Linked DNA regions of Mus musculus: all the other regions are linked to region 3. A link is a contact called in public HiCAR-type, HiChIP or PLAC-seq, Micro-C and promoter capture Hi-C data. All regions are on one chromosome and are shown on one strand. Each heading gives the region's core, a stretch centred on a gene start, on an enhancer-like site or on the middle of the called end of the contact. The rest is flanking DNA. Distances are from core to core; before and after follow the strand shown.

The links. Promoter capture Hi-C pulls out the DNA fragments that hold promoters and counts their contacts. A called contact is a pair of places that touch in the nucleus more often than the background predicts. HiCAR-type assays count read pairs that join an accessible place to other places. HiChIP or PLAC-seq counts read pairs in DNA pulled down with a chosen protein or histone mark.
Region 1: a contact with region 3 is called in a promoter capture Hi-C map of embryonic stem cells, with 10 read pairs. The contact joins the promoter of Bmp1 here to the promoter of Gfra2 in region 3. A contact is called at or near these places in 1 of 39 promoter capture datasets (embryonic stem cells), 5 of 484 Hi-C or Micro-C datasets (all in embryonic stem cells) and 1 of 115 datasets of contacts at active chromatin or transcription factors (embryonic stem cells).
Region 2: a HiCAR-type map of PVALB interneurons shows a contact between it and region 3, with 4 times the contacts expected there. The contact joins the enhancer-like site here to the promoter of Gfra2 in region 3. A contact is called at or near these places in 5 of 39 promoter capture datasets (the 3T3-L1 cell line, embryonic stem cells, hippocampal neurons and 2 more), 2 of 15 datasets of contacts at CTCF or cohesin (large pre-B cells and pro-B cells), 4 of 484 Hi-C or Micro-C datasets (Th2 cells, cerebellar granule neurons, cerebral cortex and 1 more), 10 of 115 datasets of contacts at active chromatin or transcription factors (PVALB interneurons, astrocytes, embryonic forebrain and 3 more) and 2 of 9 other capture datasets (adipose tissue and embryonic stem cells).
Region 4: an H3K27ac HiChIP or PLAC-seq map of oligodendrocyte precursor cells shows a contact between it and region 3, with 7 times the contacts expected there. The contact joins the enhancer-like site here to the promoter of Gfra2 in region 3. A contact is called at or near these places in 8 of 39 promoter capture datasets (the 3T3-L1 cell line, the HPC-7 cell line, embryonic stem cells and 3 more), 2 of 15 datasets of contacts at CTCF or cohesin (pro-B cells and stem cell-derived epiblast-like cells), 3 of 484 Hi-C or Micro-C datasets (the HL-1 cell line and bone marrow-derived macrophages), 10 of 115 datasets of contacts at active chromatin or transcription factors (embryonic forebrain, embryonic hindbrain, embryonic midbrain and 6 more) and 3 of 9 other capture datasets (adipose tissue, embryonic stem cells and liver).
Region 5: a Micro-C map of embryonic stem cells shows a contact between it and region 3, with 2.4 times the contacts expected there. The contact joins the promoter of Hr here to the promoter of Gfra2 in region 3. A contact is called at or near these places in 1 of 39 promoter capture datasets (embryonic stem cells) and 5 of 484 Hi-C or Micro-C datasets (all in embryonic stem cells).

What each region holds. Positions count from the first base shown.
Region 1 is chr14:70,518,821-70,521,524 of GRCm38.p6, reverse strand. It overlaps Bmp1 (bone morphogenetic protein 1), which reads left to right and starts at 1,265. Exons shown (of 20, transcript NM_009755.3): 1 at 1,265-1,656. The coding sequence starts at 1,488. Sftpc (surfactant associated protein C) reads left to right here. Exons shown (of 6, transcript NM_011359.2): 5 at 53-208; 6 at 410-584. The coding sequence ends at 199.
Region 2 is chr14:71,229,305-71,232,041 of GRCm38.p6, reverse strand. No RefSeq gene overlaps it. Among named protein-coding and RNA genes, the nearest start is that of Gm4251, 21 kb to the left of the region's middle. Within about 2 kb of position 1,356, at least 18 of the 459 cell types and tissues checked have an H3K27ac peak or open chromatin away from gene starts, as enhancers often do. A contact at or near this core is called in PVALB interneurons, where this site is marked.
Region 3 is chr14:70,888,761-70,891,460 of GRCm38.p6, reverse strand. It overlaps Gfra2 (glial cell line derived neurotrophic factor family receptor alpha 2), which reads right to left and starts at 1,354. Exons shown (of 9, transcript NM_008115.3): 1 at 567-1,354. The coding sequence starts at 606.
Region 4 is chr14:71,298,690-71,301,500 of GRCm38.p6, reverse strand. No RefSeq gene overlaps it. Among named protein-coding and RNA genes, the nearest start is that of Gm4251, 49 kb to the right of the region's middle. Within about 2 kb of position 1,395, at least 16 of the 459 cell types and tissues checked have an H3K27ac peak or open chromatin away from gene starts, as enhancers often do. A contact at or near this core is called in oligodendrocyte precursor cells, where this site is marked.
Region 5 is chr14:70,552,768-70,555,489 of GRCm38.p6, reverse strand. Hr (lysine demethylase and nuclear receptor corepressor) reads right to left here and starts at 1,256. Exons shown (of 19, transcript NM_001379479.1): 1 at 383-1,256.

The DNA.
Region 1 (2,704 bases), core at 16-2,515, 370 kb after region 3:
GTGTCCCACACTAAATAAAGCAGGTGACATTGAAAGTAGGTGTTCTTTCCAGGCCAAGCCCTCCACACCCACCTCTAAGCTGGGCCAGGAGGAAGGGCATGATACTGGTTCCGAGTCCGATTCTTCCGGGAGAGACCTGGCTTTCCTAGGCCTTGCTGTGAGCACCCTGTGTGGAGAGCTACCACTCTACTATATCTAGCATCCACAGGTGAGCAACAGTACCTTTCAGGGTGCCTGGGCAACACTGGCAGGGCTTGGGCTGCCTGCTTTGTCAGGGGACCTACTAGGTATCTCTTAAAGTCAGTGGTCTCGGGAGCTCGGAGGATGGAGGGTTCCCAGACACATCCCACACTGGACCCAAGCGGGTGGCTTCTTCAGTCCCCATAAGCATTAGTTCTTTGCTTCACAGGGTCGGTAGAAACCGCAGCGGGACAGGAAAGACCCTCCGCAAAGGGTCTTTGTCAGACAAGCAGGAAGCTGCTCCTGCCCAGAAACCGGTGGAAGTCTGTAAAGGAAAGGTGTCTCTCCTACGGGCCAGGGGGATCCTATCACAAAAGAATAAAGCAGCCTGATTGGAAAACAAAGAGTGGCGCTTCTTTTCTTTCACATTTTCTCAGCTCGGCTTCTAGCAGAAGCCGTCCTAGGAAGGAGAGGGTTTGGAGAGTTGGGGCGCTTTGCCACGTCCTTTCTAAGAGTGATGGAGGTTTGGTCCTACCCCAGGTAATGGGGAACAGAGCAAAAGGCAGGGACAGAGGACGGGACCTGGGTGCCATACACGGGTGTTAGGCGCCCTCCAGCGGTGTGTCCACAAGGAAGGACAGCGACAGAGACAGGCAGGGAGACAGCTAGACAGAGAGACAGTGAGAAGCGAGAGAGCCGAGATCTAAGACAGACAGACTCTGGAGTCTCTGGGAGAGAACGATCGATCGCTGATCCAGTGTCTAAGAGGAAGGAACGGACCTGACAGCGTGTCCCGTGCCCGGAGGCACTCCGCCTGGTACAGGACAGCGGCCTGTAGGGGGCCCCTCGCGGAGCGGTGCCTCCGGGCATCCCTGGCCCGCGCCCCCTCCCCGGCCCCTGCCCCAGTCCCAGGCAGCGGATTCCCCTCCGGGGCGGGCGGTGCTACTCTCGTCCTCCCCGCCCGGCTGGCGTGCTTCCCGGCCCGGCCGAGCACGGTCCCGGCCCCGAGGGGGGCTGAGCTGGGCGAAAACCCGCCCTCCAGCGAGCTCATTTCCCTAAAAGGGGGGGTGGGGTGGGGAGTGGGAGGGCGGCGAGAAAAGAAAGGGAGCGACCGAGAGGAGGGCGAGGGGACGCCGGAGCCCAGGGCCGGAGAGAGCCGGGCCGAGCGGGGGGCGGGAGACAGGAAACGGGACGGGAAGAGGTGGCCTCGGGGGGAGAGCGCCTCCCCTTCGCCTTCAGCGCTCCCTTCCCCGTCGCCCCGCTCCCGCGTCCGGGCGCGACCGCCACCGCCACCGCCGCCCGCCAGCATGCCCGGCGTGGCCCGCCCGCCGCTGCCGCTGCTGTCGCTGCCGCTGCTACTGCTGCTGCTGCTGCTCCCGCGCGCCGGCCGGCCGCTGGACTTGGCCGACTACACCTACGACCTGGGCGAGGAGGACGCCCCGGAGCTCCTCAACTACAAAGACCCTTGCAAGGCGGGTGAGCGACCCCCGGCTCCCCCAGGGCGCACGGAAGCCGGGCGTGGGCAGGCTGGGATCGAGGCTCCCGGCCGGGCAGGGGTTGGGGTTGGGGTTGTAGTTGGGGTTGGGGGAGGACAGTCCAGTGTGGGAAGCTGGGAGCTGCTTGGTTGGCAATGCAGTGGGGGAACAAAAGACCGAGGGAGAAAGGGAGGGGGAAGTTTGGGGGACTTTTAGGACTGAAGTTTTGCTGCTGTTTGTGGAAACTGCTGCGGCTGCCGTTCGCCTTCACAGAGGAATCCTGGGGAAACCTCCCTCGGTCCCAGCGAATCCCGCTGGCAAGGAGGCTTTTTCTCCACCGGGAAACTTTACTGGCCAAACTGTGTGTGTGTGTGTGTGTGTGTGTGTGTGTGTGTGTGTGTCCGTCCGTCCGTCCGTCCGTGTCCCTTCTCCCCTATCCCTCCTGCTTTGTGGAATACTGGTGTTTGCCTGCTTGTCTGTTTGCCATAGTGCCGCACAGCACATCTGTCTGGTTTGATGCCCAGAAAGAAGGCCTGCAGCTCCAAAGGGATAGATTTTCCCGGCTTCTCAGCCCAGTGGAAGGAGAAAGTTTTTCAGGAGGTTCTATGGAATACTTCTTCATAGGCAATCCTATGAATCTAGCCAGCAGCAGGAGCTCTCTGAACACTCAAGAGACAGCTGTCAAAGTCAGAGAAATTGGCGGCAGGGGTGGGGGCTTGGGGGGCACAGGGGGACTTACCTGTGCCTTTGTGTGCCAGGAGAGCTTTGCCAGAGCTCAGTTAGGTTAGCAAATGAGTCTCACAAAGAGGTCTCAGATATTCTACATCAGCTCTCTCGCCCTACAGACACCTGAGGCTAATTAGTCAAGTCAGGGCTTCTAGTGTGTGTGTGTGTGTGTGTGTGTGTGTGTGTGTGTGTGTGTGTGTGTGTGATCTTTGTTCATGAGGACTCTCCTGCTGTGATTCCCTTGGAGTGACCAGATGACCAGACACACTCAGGCCATTGGCCTAATTGATGTTCCCAAGCAGGCTGTCTGGAATACACTGGGG
Region 2 (2,737 bases), core at 107-2,606, 340 kb before region 3:
CTCAAAAGTTAAAGAAGGACGAATCACAAGGTCCTGGGTCCTCCTATGACAAAATGGTTGTGTGCAACTTTGCACTACCTTGCTACCTCCAAGATTCAGCTTCCCATCTAAGCTCCAGGAAGGAAGACTGAACTTAGAGCATTGCTGGGCTGGGACTCCTTGATTTCATATTCCCAAAGCTTTGCTTCAAATACTCTTTCATTTTTCCAGAATTCACACACTGGACTCCTGGCCCTCTCATATCCTTGGAGAAAGTTGAGCATGGCTGGCTTCTCTTGGTTTCTATTGGGTCAGATTCAACAGTGAAGTTGCTCCCAGACTTTCATTTTCTGAGGTTCTACTTCTGAGCATTCCAAATTGTGAGTGTTTCTTAGACATGGGTTCCAAATTGCACATCTGGAACTGGTCTCTCCTCATGGTCTGCCCTCAATCTGAGAAGTTTATCAGTTCTCTTGGAGAGGTTCCACCATACCATTAGCATTGGATACGGATGTCACACTTTGCAAGCCTTTTTTTTTTTTTTTTTTTTTTGGTCTTTGGACAAATCAGAGGAAAAAAAAGAAAAAAAACAGATTCACTTGGCACCTGACTCAGAGTAAGGGCCGAGCCTATTCGTGAAATGCAGTTCACTTCATTTGATAGGGGACAAATGACCCAAGCCATGTTCTCAGTGTGAGCTAGAGTCAGGAGTGCAATGATTCCACATGTGTAAGAGAGTGTTCACAGTCCTTCAGACATCCCCACATACATATACCACCAAACCACGTACAAGAAAATGAACATAGTCAGAATGTTAATTGGAGAAAGGACACTTTTTTTAACAAAGACAGGGGGAAAACACAAAGAAGGACTTAGTTGTTGCCACAGACATGGCACAAGAGACTATACGTGAATCCACTGTGCCCTGCAGTTTCTCACCTTTGACAAGGCATTGACATATACAGATGTCCTCTGGTCTTTTCCACTCTGTGAGCACGCACTATTCCTATGCTTGGACCATCGCCTTTAGCCCAGAGACTTATTTGCCTCTCACTTCAGCACAGCCCAGCTCTTCTCCTTCCCAATCAACTCTGTCAGCCTGACCTAAATAAGGAGTCTCCCTGCCATCAGTCTGCATTTTATCAGTCTTTTTAAATAGCACCTAATTATGATTTTGTGTGTGTAATCATATTCCCTCCCCCCTCATTCTGGCTCTCTCACTCATGCTCTCTCTCTCATTGAAATATAAATTTCTTAAAGTAAGAATCTCCCCACACACACATTTTTTTTTACTTTAAGAAAACAGGTAAGACTCCATTTCATCTCACTCAGTTTGAGTTCCTGGAATCTGAGGCACTGCTCTGTCAGTGAGTCATTGCTGAGTCAGTCAACATGGATTTGCGGGGTAAGCCTACACTCAGGGTCTATGCTCACAAGATTCCTCATGTTCCGTCCCCTACCTTTTTCTGTCACATTACAACCACAGTGACCTATTCCCTCGACTGCTTTGCCCACCCCTTACACCCACCTCGTATTTACCATGAGGCAAGACTGTAGTGTTGTGAGTCTATGCACAGGGCCCACTGTGGGTGCTCTAGGGATCCTCCTCCAACAACAACTGTCCTAGCTCCCATTCATAGCTTCCTGACTGCCATGATGTAAGCAACCTCTTCCTCTGCTGTAATGATCTGCTTCTCCTCAGAAGTGATACAATGGAGTCTGCCAATCATGGGTTAAGACCCTGAAAGTGTCAGCTAAAAATAAATCTCCCTTCTTTTTAAGTTGTTTTTCTCAGGTATCCATCACACTGGTGAAAACCAGCTAAAGTATGGCCATTAAGACTTCAGTGTAGTTTAGGGAGATATAACTCAACTCATTCCAGTGCATGCTCAGAGCTGATAGGCCCCACCCATCCAGTGCCCTTCAACGACTCTCTGACTCATTTGCCTGTTAGTAAAACCTCAGACAACTGTCCGATCAAATTGTGAGTTCACCAAAATTGATGTCTGATGGCCTTTCTTCCATCACCATTCCTTCAATTTTGTAACTTTTTACCTCTCTTGTTCTTTGGTGTCTTCTGGTAGGATACAAGGAATCCACCTCTGTGTGTGAGTGAAAGTGAAGCCAACTTCAAGGTTTAAGGATATTTCTCCATCATAGTAGTGTTTCCAACATAACAATGGAGGCAACTGAAGGAGAGTGACCAGAGACACTGAACGAGTCCAGCCAGCTCTCTTCCCTGTTTGGATCCTCTCATAGTCAAATGGAAGCTCCAGTCATGAGATAGTAAGGGGTCCAGAGGAAGAGACTGTAGACTGGAACCAGAAGCAGAGAAACTGCCCCATGGGGTATGCTGAGCCTGCACAGCTATATGCAGGGTGAGTTAATAAAATTCCCAGTTCTAGCCATTATCTTAGTGCCTAGCCATGAACGAGGATGCTAGCCTGTAGTCTGGACTTGGCCTCTAGCCCAGCACCTTCACACTAACCTGCCAGGTTAAAGTGAGCTAGGCTCTTCCCCTCTGTCTGCTTCCCTCAGGTAGACCGAATAGGGAGGGTTTGGGTGAAGTGGGGAGTGGAATGTCTAGCCCCTCCACACTACTACATCCTCTGAGCATCTGCAATGACCCCTCCTCTTCCTGCTTCCCCTCCAAAAGAAAATCAACACAACAGCAAACAGGGAGAAAGGGCAATGAGCACGAGCCAAGCCTTCATCTGCTCAGTCACTCTAAACAGAAATCACTTACCCTAAGCGGCAA
Region 3 (2,700 bases), core at 105-2,604:
TCCTGAGACTGATTGGCAAGTAGGAGGTGACTACAAGGACTCCCCGCAAACGTCCAAACCAAGACCTCCTGCCGAAACCCACTGACTCTGAGAGCCTTCCAGAAAGGAGGGGCAGGCTTGATAGCGTCCCGCCAGCCTCTCCCCATCCTTCCTTTCATTCACACCAACAGTTGCATTTTTTTCCTTCCTAAGTTGTTGCAAATTGAACCCATTATTTTGAGGGAAATGAGCGCTATCACGGCCTGCAAGTAAGAGTGTGTGTCGGGGTGTGTGCGCGCGCGCGGCACGGGAGTGCGTGCGGAGATGGTTTGAATGTTGGAAGTCTCCTTCTCGGTCCTCCGCGCAACCAGCTAGCCGCTGCACAGCTCCCTCCTCTAGAGCCTCCCAGGCAGTTCGGCTCCCCGGAGCCCCAGGCCCGGGCTCCCAGCCTGGCGCGATCTCCCGGTGTCTCCCACGGCGCCCTGCTTGCAGCCCCCAAGCCCACCCCCGCATGCCCAGCTTCCAGTGGGCGACTGAACGCGCGCAGCCCCTTGTGACCCCCAGACTCGCCACCTGCAGGTACTCACCTAAAAAGAAGAAGAGGCAGAAGGCGTTTGCCAAGATCATGTTAAATAAATCCCACAGTTTTGTGTGTATGTGTCTTTCTCCCTTAGGTTTAAAAAATAAAAATAAAATAACAACGGTAATAATAACAGCCAAGCAATGATAACGACCCCCAAATCCAATGCGGAGATCCCGCCAGGCGGCCGCCGGTTGAAGATCCCGAGTCCAGGGATTCTCGCTGCTGGCTGGAGGGGGAGGGGTGGGAGGCGGGCGGTGGGCTGCCTCTCGACGTCCCCCCCTTGCCACTGAAATCAAACACACGTAGCTATGTGTCTGGCTGCCTTCTAAGCCAACAGCCTGGTCCTGAGGTCAGCCCAGCCCTTCGCTCTCGCGGCCGGGAAGGCGCGAGTCCCCGTGGGTCCAATTCCCCTGCACTTCCCAGGAGGGGACTGGAGAGGTGGGGGCGAGGCGATCTGAAAGTGAAGGACTGGAAGAAAGCAGCGAGGGAGGGGGGTCAGAATAAATGCAAATAGGAAAGAAATCCACCGACGGATGGGAGCAATCCAGTAGAGCTTCTAGGACGGGAGACCAGAGTCGCTTCTTTGGCACCAAGACGAAGAAAAAGATTCAAAATAAAAAAAAAAAAATCTTCTCCCGCTATCCCTTGCTTCGGCTCACTTTTTCTAATGGAATTCCAGTGCCGGTGTGCCTGTGCTTGCGTGTGTCTTTCCTCCCTTCCTCTCTCCCTCTCCTCTCCTCTCCTCTCCTCTCCCTCGCTCTCGCTCTTTGCTCTCGATCTCCGCTCTCCCTCACTCTCCCTCTCTCTCTCTCTTCCCCTCCCTACTCCCTCTCTCCCTGCTCCTCCCTCCGCCCGCCTGCTCCCTCCCTCCCCCTTCGCGGCTTCCTCGCCTAGGCTCTCGCGCCTCGCCCCTCTCCTCTGCTCGGGGCTCAGCGCCCCGGCTCCCTGGCGGCTGGCGGCGCAGCGCGCGGGAGCGCGGCGGAGCAGCTACACTCTGCAGCAGCAGTGGTAGCGACTCGGCGGTGATGGAAGCTACACCGGAGTGGCGCTGGCGCCCAGGAACACTGGCCTAGGGGTGAGCTCCACCGCTGGCTCCCTCGGCTCAACTGCCCGCCCTTGGGACCAGCCTGCTGCCTTGGCCGGAAAACCGACTAGATCCCCCGGCCAGTGTCCACGCTCAAACCAACGAAGCCTCCCGCCCCCTCCTCTCCATGCAATGTCTCATCCTGGCTAGGTGAAGGCTTGCGTTCTCCAAGTGCTCCTGCCCCTGCACTGGACCCCCAGAGCCATGAGGTTTCGGAAGCCTGAACGAGGTTAGGGAGACACTGAGGCCCGGGTGCTGGAGCCATCCTAGAGGCATGGGGGCAGGGCAGTAGAAAAACCCAGGCGTGGTGGTCCAGGTCTGAAAAAGAGAGCACCACTCTGCAAGCTGATGTATTCCTTGTGGGGAGCCGTTCTGAGAGTCTTCCCAAAAGCACTAGGGAACCCAAAGACGCCCTTGTAGGCCAACCCTATCTCCCTGGGTCTAACCCCGCGCTCCTATTCGTGTGTTCTGCATGCAGAGCTCAAGAACTTTTACCGCACACTAGTGACTCGCTTGCCACCCCACCCCGCGCGCGCTCCCCAACACACAGGCACACACACCAGCTCTGCAGCCATTCCAGACACCTCTTCCCCAGTTGGTCTCTCCTCCCCTGGACCAGAGAGAAGATTGTCTAGGGGTCCCAACTTCCTCCTCCAAGGCCAGTGAACCAGCCAGAACTGCGCGGGAAAAATCCAGCCCGGGTTGACACCCCACCCTACTGGGGAGCCCCAAAACAAGGGACACTCAGGCCTCTGCTTCACACCCCCTCCCCGCACACAGAGATCTCCTGGACTCCCTAGAGCTAGTCGGGGAACTAAGGCCACTCCCGGTTCCCGAAGCTGAGGGTGGAGACCCTTCCGGATGGAGACTCCTCCCCAAGCCGGGAAGGGGGACAATTTATCCATCTGTCTTTGGCCCCAGCTCACCGGCGTAATTTAGTCATAGAATTTACAATAAAAGCCCAGAAGCCCCGAAAAAAGAAGCGTCTGGCTGGAGAAGGGTTGAAGGCGAAGTGAGGTTGCTGACCGAGGTGGCAGGGCGGCAGACAGGCAGT
Region 4 (2,811 bases), core at 146-2,645, 410 kb before region 3:
ATTTTGTTGCTATCCCTTAGAAGTCTGTTCTTTTCTAATGAGAGGCAGAAAGGAGTGGATCAAGAGGGGAGAGGAGAAGGAGATGAGCTAGAAGAGAAGGAGGGAAAACTATATTCAGATTATATTGTGTGAGAAATGAATCTATACTTAATAAAGGGGGGGGGGGATTCCAATCTTCTGCCTGGGACAAGTCTGCATCCCAGCATTCAACCTGTTACTGTCAAGATCATCTGAGTTTGCCAAATATGCAGGCCACCTCTCCTTTAGCCTTATGTGTTTCACACATTGTTAGCAGGATTTCCTGCCTAAACATTTTCTCCATTGATAGTCATCAGTCCATTCTTTTCTTACAGAGTAGATCTTTTTTACCTTATGCCCTCATCCTCTGTTTCCCCGTCCCCATCTTGGCTTTATGGTTTTAAGTACCATGAATTATGATACCAAACAACATCCCAGCAGTTCCATCTCCAGACCTCACACTTCTTTGACCTTCCAGATATATACATCCAACAATCTACTTAAGCATCTCCATCAGAACGCCTGACAGACCACTCAAACACCACTCGTTTAAAGGTTACTGATTGGTTTCTTTTCTGTTGTTGTGATAAAATACCATGACTAAAAGTAATTTACAGAGAAAAGGATTATTTTGACTAATGGCTATGGAAGGGGCATCCATAATGATGGGAGACAAATGGCAGGGGACAGCCAGCCCAGATAACGGAGGGGTCACCATCTCCAGCCAGACATGAGACAGAGAGCAAAGCAGAAGATGATCATAAACTCTCAAACCTGCCCCTATGTCTTCCACTGAGGCTCTACCTCCTAAGGTTCCACAACCTCTCAAAACAGAGTCATCAACAAGGGACCAAATGGTAAGTTCTGTGAGCCTATGGAAGACACGTCACATTCAAATCACCAGAGGGACTTACTCTTTTTTTGTCTCTCCTAAAATGAATTCTCCCCTTTCCCCATGTATGTAACTAGAATCCCCATACCTTCCCATAATATTCAGGTAGGTCATCAACCCTGAGCAGTAGCTCCATACAGATACCTGGGCGTCTTTTCCATAAGGTTCCAGTTGCTGTGTGCTTGCTGGTGCCTCTCACTGTTCCTGCTTCCTAGCCTCATGTGAGATCTCCTTACTTCTCTCCATCTCCATCCCCAGTGTAAACTCGATTGCTCATTCGCTTTAGTTCATCTTAGCTAATTCAGTAGTAGCCTTTCAACTTGTCCCTTACTTCAGCTTGTGTCCGCAGGTACTCCATTCCTATTCAGCCAGCAGAGTTAAGGCTTTAAATACCAGTCGGATTCCCTTGCTCATCTACTTGCTCGAAGCTTTTCACTGATTGCCCTTTGCATCTTGAATGAAATCCAAGCACTCTATTGTGGCTGAGCAAACCCTGGCCAGTTCCCTGACAAGGACCCAGCAAACAAGTGACAGGGGTTCTGCAGCTGTGCCACTTGGCACTGACGCCTCTCAGCATTTTGGACTGGGCCCAGGAGATGGACAACCGCCCCCCCACGCTCTCAGTTGTCATCGGCTCTTGTAAAAGCTGGTCCTGTGAGTGCTTGGGTACCAGGTGTTCAGGGGAGTTGCATACACCCGCTGGGAAAGCCAGCAGCCCAGTTCTGGTTGCACCTGGAGTCCCTGTGGAGAGCTGAGGTCATACATTGCCTTCCCTCTGAGGGTAACAGAGGCATTGGTCCCATCTAGACAGTTGGCAGACCATGTCGGGAGAGGCCTGCTTTTCATTCACAGTTAATGCCTCCAAGCCCTGACTGTTTCTATATCCTGCTAGATTCCTTCAGATCTTCAAGCACAGAGAGACCACCAACAAATGCACCATAGGAAGCTTCCTGCACACAGTCTTCCGCCTTGAGTGGTCTCTGCAGGAATTTCTGCATGGCTTCTATGTATTCCTTCTTGTATAAGCCAGAATGCCATTTCTCTGACAACCATCTCCCCACTTCCTCTCTCGTTCACTTCTCTTACACCCAGTTGCTTCCTTCATTGCAAACAGCACAGTGTCCGTTTTACATTCATTCCTTTGTGTCTTTGCTTAGCAGCTCGCTCTCACAAGGCAAGAAACTCTCAGAGGGCAGGGACTATGTTTTTTTAAATGATGATATCATTTTATATCAATTTATATCAGTGTAAATTAGTACCATTCTTTTACAAACTCACTAGTAGAAAAAACTATACCCCACAAAAACTATACCCACATTAGTACTTTCTTATTTATTAAGATTCTTAATGATCCATTAAATCATTATCTCTGAGAACCACATGGATAAAGAGTAGTACATCTTGAATATTCATAATCTAGTTGAAATACCAACTATTGAAAGGCAAGAATATGCACCATGATGGAGGTAGCCCTTACCCAACAGGAAACTCCTTTAGTTGATGATCAGCACAAAGCTCTCCTCCCCCAGTATAAAAAAAGTTGATTAATAAAAATCTTTACAAAGGGCACCAGGAGGTTATGGTCATGAAAAATTGTATTTATGACTGTATACTCACTGGAACACCAGTTGGCCAGAAGATATCAGCTGGTCAATAAATATGTGTTGAACCAGTGAAAGTAACGAGGCATGTCTTTTATTGGCATGCCTTGAAAACCTGTTTCTGCCCTTGCCCTCTGCAGAGTCTCTGTCCAGTTAACCCGATCATACTCAATACTTTCATCAATACATTGAATAAATACATAGAAGATGTGACCATCAAATTTACAGGTTGCACAAAACTAGGAGAATAACATAGTGAATGGTAAACCAAGATTCATGACACTTTGCGATTAGAATAAT
Region 5 (2,722 bases), core at 7-2,506, 340 kb after region 3:
GGGGGGAGGGAAGGAGGCGGGGAAAGCAGGCTGGGCCCCAGAGAGACGCAAGCGAGGGAAAATTGAACACGCTTGCTAGGGACCAGGATGACAGGTGGCACCAGATCAGCTGTAGTCTCCTGAAGTAGTCCCCATGGCCGGACAGAGGAAACTCCAAGAGGGATGGATGTACGTGAGCCTTGGCGGAGGCGCCAAGAATTTTTGGAGCTGCAGCTTGCATTCAGTCCAGCCCCCTTAGTTGGGCATCCTAACTTTTCCATGTTAAGATGTAAGGTTCAGTTCAGAGTGACACCGGCACTTCACTCCCTGCCTGCACCTTGGGATCAGCTCATAAACTCCCCCATTACAATTAGCCCAGAACGCGCTCCCTCTTGGCGCTTACCTGGGCTTCACAGGCCGGGCGCGGTGTGGGCGGCGGTCGTGCTAGCCGGTGCTGGGTACTCGCTCCCCATGGGCCGGCTTCGGGGCGTTCTCCCGCTTTCTGCTCAGCGCTCTCGCGCTCTCTTTCCCCCCGGGCGTCGGGGGCGCTCTAGGGCCGCAGGTTGGAGGGGTCGGACTCCGGAATTTGCAGGATGCGGCACACGGCGCGGATGGGCCGCACCAGCTTCTGGGCCAAGGCTGTGGGTTGCGCCATGGGACGCCGAGACTCCGTGCTGCGCTTTGGGGAGGGTCGAGCCGGGGCTAGGGAGCGGGTGTCCCCGGAGGGAGAGAAGGATCCGGGCCGGGGGGAACGCGCGCCCCGGGTCGGAGATGGCTGAGTGGGGGGAAAGGCCGAGGGGCCGGGGAAGGGGGTCGTGCCTGGAAGTGGGGGGCCGATCCTGTGAGCCAGGAGCGAGGCACCAGCGAGGGCGCAGCACCGCGTAGCGCGGCTAATGGAGGGAGAGCGCAGCGGAGAGCGCAGCAGGACCTCTGATCGCCATCGCCAGACGCGCAACTGAGAGTGGGGAAGCTGCTCCGCCGGTTTCCTCCTCCAGCACCCTGCGGGAAACAGGAGCCCGTGATTCGGCGGCCCCGCCTGGGCCTGCCCCCTTCTGAGCCCCGGGGGCTTCCGCCAACGCCCCGGCGATGCCACCGGCTGCGCACGGGGAGAATGAGCCCTTTGTTCCCCCCTCCCCCCCGCGGCACCCGGGCGCCTGCCGAGAGAGGCTCCCCTGGGGCAGTGTGCCAGCTTCCCAGCCGCCCCACCCTCCCGTGGGCCCGGCCCGGAGCCTGGCAGGCGGGCAGCACCCCCACTATAGGTGCCAAGCCCGGGAACTGGAGCAAAGGGCGGGAGGGGCCGGACCAGGCCAGGATGAGGCGGGGTGCCCCCCGGGGTGCTAGGGCGGGGCGGCAGGGAGGGGTCAGTGCCAGAGCTGGCAGGGGCAGTCGGGTTCTCACGGGTCAGTGATGGGTGCTGCGACCCACGCCAGCAGGCCCGTGCCTGCTGGACCACTCTCTCCCTGTCCTTTTCAGCTCTGGGCACACCCCAATGGCTGGTGTCTTCCCTACCTCATTCTTCATCATCACCTGGCTAAGCCACTCTTCATAGTGTCGGGGCCCAAGACCCTACCCAGCATCCCTCTCTGGGCACAATGTTACAAAGCACTATGCTTTGGAATCTGGGAGGGCCTGACCTGATATCTGGTCTGTTCCCTGGTCTAAGCGCCTTGATTTCTACCAAGTGTCCAGAGAGGTGAAGGGACCAGAAGCACACAAGCATTGCAAGCTCCACTTGGGGTTGCCTGCTGGGCTGCCCCATCTTCAATGTTCTTGGTGCTCTCAGGCCCAGCCTGGAGAGGAGCCCATGGGAGTGGCTCCTGGGAGGGAACATTGAGTAGGAGAGGAAATGGGCAAACAGGGCACCCTCCACCCGAGGAAGCATCCCTGCTCTTCTGCGGGGGTGGTTCCAGAGCACACACACAAACAGACAGACAGATTCAGACACACACAGAAACCCACACGCCCAACGGGTGCTTCCCTTCTCTAAAAGCACCCACCTTCTGCCCCTCTACTCCCCTGCCTCCGAGCCCAGGCTGAAACAGAAGCAACACCACTTACTCTCACTCCCACCCCCCACTGCTGTGGAAGGAATGGATTTGGGTGGCCACAGCCTGGTCCCAAGTCCCTCCACCATCTCTGAAGTTGAGGGGTATCATGAAGAGCCCAATGTCTTTCACTTAAGGGACAGGAGTGAAGGCAAGGAGCTTTTCACCAATTGTTAAGACCAGGATAGGTACTTGGGGGAGGAGGTCTGTCCTTCCATCCTAGCTGCCTGCTCCGACTTGGGCCTTGTTGATACAGATCCTCCTTGCTCCTCTCCTTCACAGAGACCAAGTCTGTGGTGGGCAGGCTGGCAGGGGTTGTTTACATGGCTGGGGTTTTCATACTCCTTTTCTTATCCACTCCTTTGGAGGTGACCTGACCTTAGTTTGCTGAGGGAGCGGAATGAGGAGGGTCTAACAGGGACTGGAGCAGCAGGGGGTCTAGCCTGACCTCTGGCTCCTGGCTCCAGGGCAGGGTGGTGGGGTGGCACGTGCCTGTGGTCCCCATCTAAGTTCCCTGGCCTACCTTAGCAGAGGCTTGTGGGAGAGTCTTGTGGCTTGAGGCCTGGTAGTGGCCAGAGTGGAACCCGGGGCTGTCCTGAGTCCTGGGGGCTTGTGGCTGTCTTCCCCTAAGGTGATAGGGACTGTGTCAGGGGAGCTGAACAGATACCCACCCCCGCACCTCCAGTCGCCATATCTGC